Regions from separate parts of the Zea mays genome. Here region 1 is linked to region 2. The links are chromatin contacts, called in public Hi-C maps. All regions are on one chromosome and are shown on one strand. Each heading gives the region's core, a stretch centred on a gene start, on an enhancer-like site or on the middle of the called end of the contact. The rest is flanking DNA. Distances are from core to core; before and after follow the strand shown.

Region 1 (3,925 bases), core at 1,398-3,897, 740 kb before region 2:
ATCCCCTCGCTGCCCCTCGCCCACTCTCGGGGAGCGGCTCGGCTGTGGCCGCCTCAGGCCTGGGGTGGGCCTTTGCAGTGTGGACAACCTGAGACGGCCCGTTAGTGACAGGAGGGCAGGGTTCGGGGGTTTTCTAGGACAGGACCATGGTTCGGGTTCCATCTTTATCAGAAAACCGGGAGGGCGGTCTCCCCGTCCCAGTTTTTTACTGTTTTTTGTTGGGTTCAGAGTTTGTTACGCATGGAAGCTATGCACCTGATTCCTTAAATACCTTTGCCTCAATTTATTGCATTAGCCTTTGTGAGAAATTTTCTGTAACTGAGAATGGAAAAAACGACAGTTAGAGGACTAGTTACAATAGCAACTTGAGTTTGTCAATATTTTTTAGTGAAGTAGATGGCTACTATAAAGGATGATTGATGATGCGACATGCAATTCATTGGTACTGTAGCACCATTATTCTGTTCTGTTACTGTATTAGTCAGTGAATGGGTCAGGAGTTGATAGATTGGCCTTGGGACGATTGATGATTTGCTGCACACTTATTGTCTCATTAATACCCTACTATGTTGCCTTGCTTCTCTATATCTTGAATACCACTGTTTTGATTATCCGATAGGTAAAAAGAATATATGTGCCACTACCTGATCCAAATGTACGAAGGTTACTTCTGAAAAATCAGCTCAAAGGACAATCATTCAAACTGTCGAGTAAGTGCTCCAGTTCCCAGGTTTCTCTTGATAACTGCTTGATCGTAGTGGCTGTATATGTAGGACAGCCTTTTTTTTAAAAAAAAACGTTTGGCACAGTAGCTAACCTGGAACTGGTTCCTGACAGACCATGATTTTGAAAGACTTGCTGTGGAGACCGAAGGTATTGTGTTTCCTTTCGAGTATGTATGGCTGTTCTGAAAACATGGGCTATGTGGTCCTGGTTCCTGACGGTTTTGTTTGTAGGGTATTCTGGAAGTGACCTGAGAGCCTTGTGTGAAGAAGCTGCAATGATGCCAATAAGAGAGCTCGGTCCACAAAATATTCTTACTATCAAAGCAAATCAGGTACGGGTTTTAAACAGTCTGAACATAAAGTTCACTCGTTCTGAGTTTTTTTCACTGTTAAAACAGAAGCTTAAATGGACTTCTAGCTGTAGTATCTTTACAGATAACATACCCTACATAAGTGGTTGTTTCCCAGCGAAACTTTGGAATGTCAGTGTACGAAGCACTTAACCCTCGGTTTCTAATCTCGTATCTCCAGCTGCGACCTTTGAGGTACGAGGACTTCAAGAACGCGATGACGGTGATCAGGCCAAGCTTGCAGAAGAGCAAATGGGACGAGCTGGAGAACTGGAACGAGGAATTCGGTTCGAGCTGACGGAGACGCGCGCTGCCTGATGATGATGATCAAGCGGCCCTATTTCCAGATGTACATGATTTATGTCTCACACACACATGGTGGCTTACACACACACACGCGCCCATCGGCCATCGATGCGTCCTCAGTCTGGACAGCGCGTCTTCAACAGAAGCAGAAGGTACAATATAATGCTGGGAACAGCCCTATATGTATACCCATTGAAATGCCGCTGCCCAAGTTATTTAAAAAAACAAACCTCTAGTGTGTGTTATTATTAGCCTATAGCTGCTCTGGGCCGCCGAGGGCGAAATCGAAGTATCGTCGGGCGTGTTCGGCAGGCTGCAAGCCGACACTGTTGCAGCTGTTTGGACTGCTGCAGCTGCAATCCATAGAGAGAAAAATACTGTAGAAGCCGCAGCCGCAGCCGGATTGCAGCCGCAGCAAGCCGCAGCGAACAAGCCGGTCGTTGTGTAAAAAGAAACACAAAACCTACATGCTTAATGACTCGTATATGTGTTATTATTAGCCCATAGCTGCTCTGGGCCGCCGAGGGCGAAATCGAAGTATCGTCGTTGTGTAAAAAGAAACACAAAACCTACATGCTTAATGACTCGTATATGTGTTATTATTAGCCCATAGCTGCTCTGGGCCGCCGAGGGCGAAATCGAAGTATCGTCGTTGTGTAAAAAGACAAACACAAAACCTACATGCTTAATGACTCGTATATATTTTAACAAACAGTTGAAATTTAGGGTGGTGTCGCTGCAAGCTTGAGGCACGGAGCCGGCTGTCGGCCGATTTGTTGCTCCAGCCCCTAGGCAAACCCCAATAATGACGGGTGCGGACACGTTTGTGTCCAAATTGTTGTGGGGGAGGGGGTTGAAAGGGTGTTTAGGTGTGCTACCAAACGCAGATTAGGCTATTTCTAGCAGTTTACTCATCTTCTATTTCGCCTCTACTCTATAAACAGTAGTCTGTCTACAGTGCAAAAATAATCATTGGACATGGCCCCTTGTCCTGCAACTCAAGAAGCTAAACGTGGCGAGATGCAGGCACTGCTCGACGCGCAGTGCTCTGCCGCCTCTGCGTATTGCCACTTTGCCAGTGAGACGGGTGCTGGGCCTCCATGCCGCCTGAGTTTTTCCTGGGCTCCAACCCCAAGCGAAGTCTCCCTCCCGTCCATAGGACTAACAAGAGCGGATCGTATCTGAGAACGGGTCGACCGCCCTTTCAGGCCCAGGCCCACTTCGCACGCCCCACAGGCCTCGACATCCACTGCGTCCCCTCCTCCCCCGTCGCATTCTGCAGCGCCAGCTCGCTCCTCGCCCCGCCCCCTTCTCTCAGCGGCGACGCCTCGGGCGTTCCTACCCTGCCCCCTCTCCGGACCCCCACGCCGTCGGCGAAGCAGCCGGGCAAGAGCCCGATCCAGACCCCGCGAGGTCAGTTCAGATCCTGCTCCTCTTCTCCCTCCCCCTCCTTCCACAGCTAGATCTGCGCCCCTCACCCCGCTCGCTCGACCACCTCCGATCGCCACGCCCGCACCCTCAATACCGCCGCCGCTGCTACCGTCGTCGGTCTGGAGCTCAGGCCTTCTTCATTCGCGCGTTCACGTGTGGTTCCCCTCCTAGATCTGGGCTGTTGTTTGGTCGATTGCGCTGGTTTTGTAATGATTGCGACGCCCTAGTCTGAGTTCTCTTCTCGCGGATCGGAGGCTGTGTGGCGTTGGTTGCTAGGTACGTCGGTAGCTAGTGATTTGGATCAACCGTTGCTCGTGGTGTGTCGTAGATGAGTAGATCGCGTGTGGCGTCTGTTGCCCGTCTCGTTGTGCGCATCAGCTATTCACCTCGTTTCGTCGTATCGAAATTCGCTCATTTATTCAGGATCCGCGAACGTGCAAATTTAATTCTGGAGCTGAATATGTCGTTACATAGATCAGATTTCAGAAACATCTTCTCCATGCCGCCTGAGTGAGAATGAAAAGCAAACAAACAAGAGGAAATCTATAAATAGAACCCCCTGGGGACCCCAAACGACCAGATCAATTCATGCCAAATTTTACTTGGAGCATTTGCCTGAACTTGATTCAATTTCTCAGAATGCTCGGATGCCAAGTGATGTTGTTTCTTTCCTGGAACCATATTTAATAGGCATCTTTGCGGGGCATTTTTTTTTTTTGCTGGATCAACCAATTATTATCGTTTGAACTGAAGGCCATGTCATTTTTAATTGGGTAGTTGAGACTCACCTCCATAGATGATGTTATGGAATATTTGACTCTTCGAAGTAATCTGTGATGTTCTACTTGTCAACATGAATTTGTTAATTTTATTTGGATCATGTGTATGACAGTAGTATTCTTGTGTTGTTCAAGAAAGCCAATCCCAGGGAACTTTTAGTTATATAAGTTTGCAATAGTTTGGTGCATCTATTTCTTTGGTTATGGCATCAGAGATCTTTTTTTTTGTATATTTTAACCAAACGTTTGTTTCTATTCTGCTTCTATTTGTCTAGAGCATCTCTAACGGTGCCTTAAATCAGTGCACTATTTTGAAATATAGGGCTCAACTCAT
Region 2 (4,167 bases), core at 650-3,149:
TTGTTGAATGCTTACACAATGATGAAGGAAATGGAGATAACAATAGAGAAAAAAGCAAGGAGATGGATTTCAAGAAGAAAAAGAAAGGACATGCTTATTGTGTGGAATGGGATTTTTATGCATTCTCGAGTAAAAGTAAACACGATTATTAAGAAAAGAAGGATATAAAGAAGAAGGAGGTTGCAAGCACCGCATCAACAACAACAACAACAATGCATCACTCTTCAACACTCCATCATGCTTCATAGCTAAGGGTCAAAAGGTAGATCCTAATGAGAGTGATAATGAATGTTAGGAGGAACCCTCCAAAGAAGAAACCAAATGAGCTAAGAATCAAAATAAGAAAAGACCCAATAATCAAAACAAGTCTATTATATTTAAGCAACCTTTCTAGTCTAGTTTCTAATACACAAGCCACAACGTTGTAGGTAGGGGAGTACATGTGAGCAACTAGCAACAGTGACGACATGGATGGGGGTTCCTCCAAAGGTCTCAATGATCACTGTCGTGCCCTCTGCCTATTTATCTAGCTTAGCTTTGCTGTTGGCTTGACCACTCTGCTGGTCACACATGTTTTTTTCCTGCAATACGTAAAATTAAGATTTATGCATCATTGTAATTAAGATACAAAAGTTTGGCCGTACAAACGACACGTTTCTCCTGAACACACTAAAGCTAGAAGGTCTATTGGATTACATGTTGGACCATCCTAGCACACAGATTGTTAATTTTGAAAAGTTGTATAACCGAGATATGAACAGTGACGCAACATAAGGAGTAGGCTGCACAACTCCTTTTCCATGTCCAGACCATAGTGGAAGCAACGCCTTTGCATGCATATGTGACGGCTCAAGAATTACCCATGAAACTGACTTTGGCAGCAACTCGCTCGCTTGGTGAAGTTTAACTATTAACTATTTTTGTAAATTAGTTAATAGTTAGGTAGCTAATTCTACTAACAATTTTTAGCTAACTAATTATTATTTCTAGTGCATTCAAACACTTAGTATATACATATACATGTAGTTATGAAAAGTAACGGTTAAAGTATCCATCGGTACCATATGGATGACCTGAACAGCAGGTGGTAATAAATCGAGGTACTATTTGGGCGCATGATTTCCATGTTCACACGACTCAAATGACATGCAAAAGGAATCAATATGGCACTTGGGTGCACATTTATCATGGACAATTCCTTATCGGCTTGAATATAAACACATCAACCGGCACTCACATGGATGCACCGTCATCAAGACAGAAAGGAGAACTGTGCTCCAAAACCAAAGATGATCCCGTTCAGAAATCGCTATATATAATATACATACACAGAATGTCAACGGCTAAACAAGACAACTAATATAAGTAGTTATGAAAAGTAATGGTCAAGGTACTCATTGGTACCAAAGTCAATGACATAAACAATATATAGATGAAATTCCTGAGGCACCACTTGGATGCATGTTTTTTTCATGTTAATGGCCAAATGACATGCAAAAGGAACCGGTACAACACGAGCGCACCTTTGCCAAAGTCTAATCGTTAGAGCTTGTTCGGTTAGGGATGGATTAAAATGTATTCGTCACCTCTAATTTCCCTCGTTGTCGGTGGTATTGCCTTGAAAATTCAAGAGCTCCAAGTGAAAAACGCTTTTTTGGTACGTACCACACACAAAAAAAAAAGAGTGATAAGATGATGAAATAACTGATTTCTAAAACCAAACACCCTAAAAATGTACTACACGGCCCCTGTTTCTGAGAAACCCATTCATCAGCCGTTAGCCACGTTGATGCATGCATGCGTCATCAAGGCGGAAACGTGAACACTGCTCGAAACCCAGATGATGGACAACCGTTAACCCTCCTCCAGATCGAGTCCTGACTCCTCCTGAGCGAGGGAGGGAGGAAAAAATAAATGCCGCTGGGCGCATATAGCTTTCAGCTGGTGGCGGTGGGCGTGGGGCCTGTGTGGCCCGGCAGCCGCCGCCGCCGCACAAGCAACGAACCAAGCAGCTGGAGGCGAGGCGAGGAAGAGGGAGAGGGAGAGGAGGCCGTGTCTATTTAACCCAACCAACGCATTGCCCCGACGCCCGCCCCACTCCAAAGTCCAAAAGCGAGGAAAGGAAGGAGGACGTCGCGCAAGAAACGAAAGCCACCCGCCCCGCCCGCCTCCAACCGCGCTTAAATGCGCGCCTTTCTTCTTCCGCGTTAAACCCTCCGGCTGTCTCATCGCTCCGCGTAGTAAACTCTTGTTACAAAAGGCCAGCTGCTCGTTTGCTCCGCCGCGCGCCGTCGGTTGGCTGCTCGCTCGCTCTGGCTGGGCGGCGTCGGTTGCTCGGCTGAGTCCGGCCGGGGAGCGAGCAATGCACATTGCGACCTGCGTGTGGCAAGAGAAGGCGTCGGCCGGCGGCATGGGGGGAGCTGCTGCTGGTGGAGGCGGCTGCGCCGGCGGAGAGTGGGGCGCGGCGCGCGCGAAGGTGGCGTCGGTGCTGGGCGTGGCCGGGTGCGCGCTCAACTGCGCGGTGAGCTTCGTGGTGTTCTCGGCGCTGGACGTGCTGGACGTGGTGCTGTGCCTGGTGTACAAGCTGGTGGACTACGCGGCGGAGGCGGAGTGGAAGTCGTGCTACTGCGCGGCGGCGTCGGGCCCGCGGGCGGCGCAGCTGCCCCTCGCCGCCGCGCCACCAGCGGCGGGCGGGCCCAAGGTGGTGCGGCTGTCGGCGTCGTCCGCGAAGCTGCAGCTGGAGGACGTGTCGGACACGCTGTACGTGCGGCCGTCGCTGCTGGCCGACGCGACGCGGGCGGGCAACGGCAGCGGCAGCGGCGTGGCCCCCGCGCTCACCGTGAGCCCCGCCATCGCGGAGCTGATCCGCGGGAAGATGGACCGGGCCCCGCGGCCGCCGCGGCAGGCGCCGTGCTGGTCCGACTGCGACTGCAAGGTGTGCCACGCCTGGAGCGGGTCCCCGGCGTCGTCGTCCCACCTGTACGTGCACGTCCAGGCGCCGGCGATGGCGGTGGAGACGGAGGACGTGGTGTTCATCCACGGCTTCATCTCGTCGTCCGTGTTCTGGACGGAGACGGTGTTCCCGGCGTTCAGCCCCTCGGCGCGGTCCCGGTACCGGATGTTCGCCGTGGACCTGCTGGGGTTCGGGCGCAGCCCCAAGCCGGCGGAGTCGCTGTACACGCTGCGCGAGCACGTGGAGATGATCGAGCGCTCCGTGCTCCGGCGCTACCGGATCGGGTCGTTCCACGTGGTGGCGCACTCCCTCGGGTCCGTGCTGGCGCTCGCCCTCGCCGTCAAGTACCCCGCCGCCGTCAGGTCGCTCACGCTCCTCGCGCCGGTACGTACGTGTGCATCTATCTGACGTGATGACCTAAAACTACGTGTCACGTGAATTGTAAGCGCGCGCGTGCGCGGGCGGACGATTGGTTGTTCGTTGGAGTGACTTGACCGGCGCGACTAGCTGCTGTGTGGGCTTGTGTTGTGTGTGTGCAGCCCTACTTCCCGGTGCCGGAGTCGGAGTCGGAGTCGGCGGCGCAGTACGTGATGCGGCGCGTGGCTCCGCGGCGGGTGTGGCCGCCGATCGCGTTCGGGGCGTCCATGGCGTGCTGGTACGAGCACGTGAGCCGCACCATCTGCCTCACCATCTGCCGCCACCACCGCGTCTGGGACCGCCTCTTCAGGATCTTCACCAGGAACAGGTAGCCCTTTTTCTTGCCGTGTTCTCTGGTCTCTCCCGAACCAAACGCTTGCCTTCCTTCTTTAATAACTACTACCGGCACGGCGCTGCAACTGCACCTGCCACTGCCACCGTCGTGTCGAGCGAGTCGTGTGCTCACTCTGGCTAGTTAGTGTCACACGCACCATGGCATGGCAACACCTGCTTGCGTACAGTAGCACTATGCTACAGTGATCCAGGACGCGTCTGCATATATTTCTAGACTAGACTAGTACTCTGTACTCCTAATGTTTGCTACTGGATCATGTCCAGTGACTCCAGTGGTAGCGGCACCTGTACGTCCCCTGCTCTTGTGTCCAGTGCCAGTGCGGCCTAGCTGCGTGCGTCTCCGCCATCAATGGAGCCTGAAAATGCTGCTGGTCTGGCTAGCTAGCTAGCTACGAGTAGCTAGCTTCATCGACACGACGGCTCCGTTTACTACTGATGAGACA

What was found. A called contact is a pair of places that touch in the nucleus more often than the background predicts.
Region 1: a contact with region 2 is called in a Hi-C map of endosperm, with 2.1 times the contacts expected there. The contact joins the promoter of LOC103638140 here to the promoter of LOC103638133 in region 2. A contact is called at or near these places in 5 of 25 Hi-C or Micro-C datasets (ear, endosperm, leaf and 1 more).

Annotation. Positions count from the first base shown.
Region 1 is chr9:26,083,878-26,087,802 of Zm-B73-REFERENCE-NAM-5.0, reverse strand. It overlaps LOC103638140 (serine/threonine-protein phosphatase 2A 65 kDa regulatory subunit A), which reads left to right and starts at 2,647. Exons shown (of 13, transcript NM_001347218.1): 1 at 2,647-2,794. It overlaps LOC100273408 (AAA-type ATPase family protein), which reads left to right. Exons shown (of 13, transcript NM_001147845.1): 10 at 620-710; 11 at 838-873; 12 at 957-1,057; 13 at 1,257-1,607. The coding sequence ends at 1,373.
Region 2 is chr9:25,342,621-25,346,787 of Zm-B73-REFERENCE-NAM-5.0, reverse strand. It overlaps LOC103638133 (alpha/beta-Hydrolases superfamily protein), which reads left to right and starts at 1,899. Exons shown (of 3, transcript XM_008661115.4): 1 at 1,899-3,337; 2 at 3,493-3,698. The coding sequence starts at 2,363.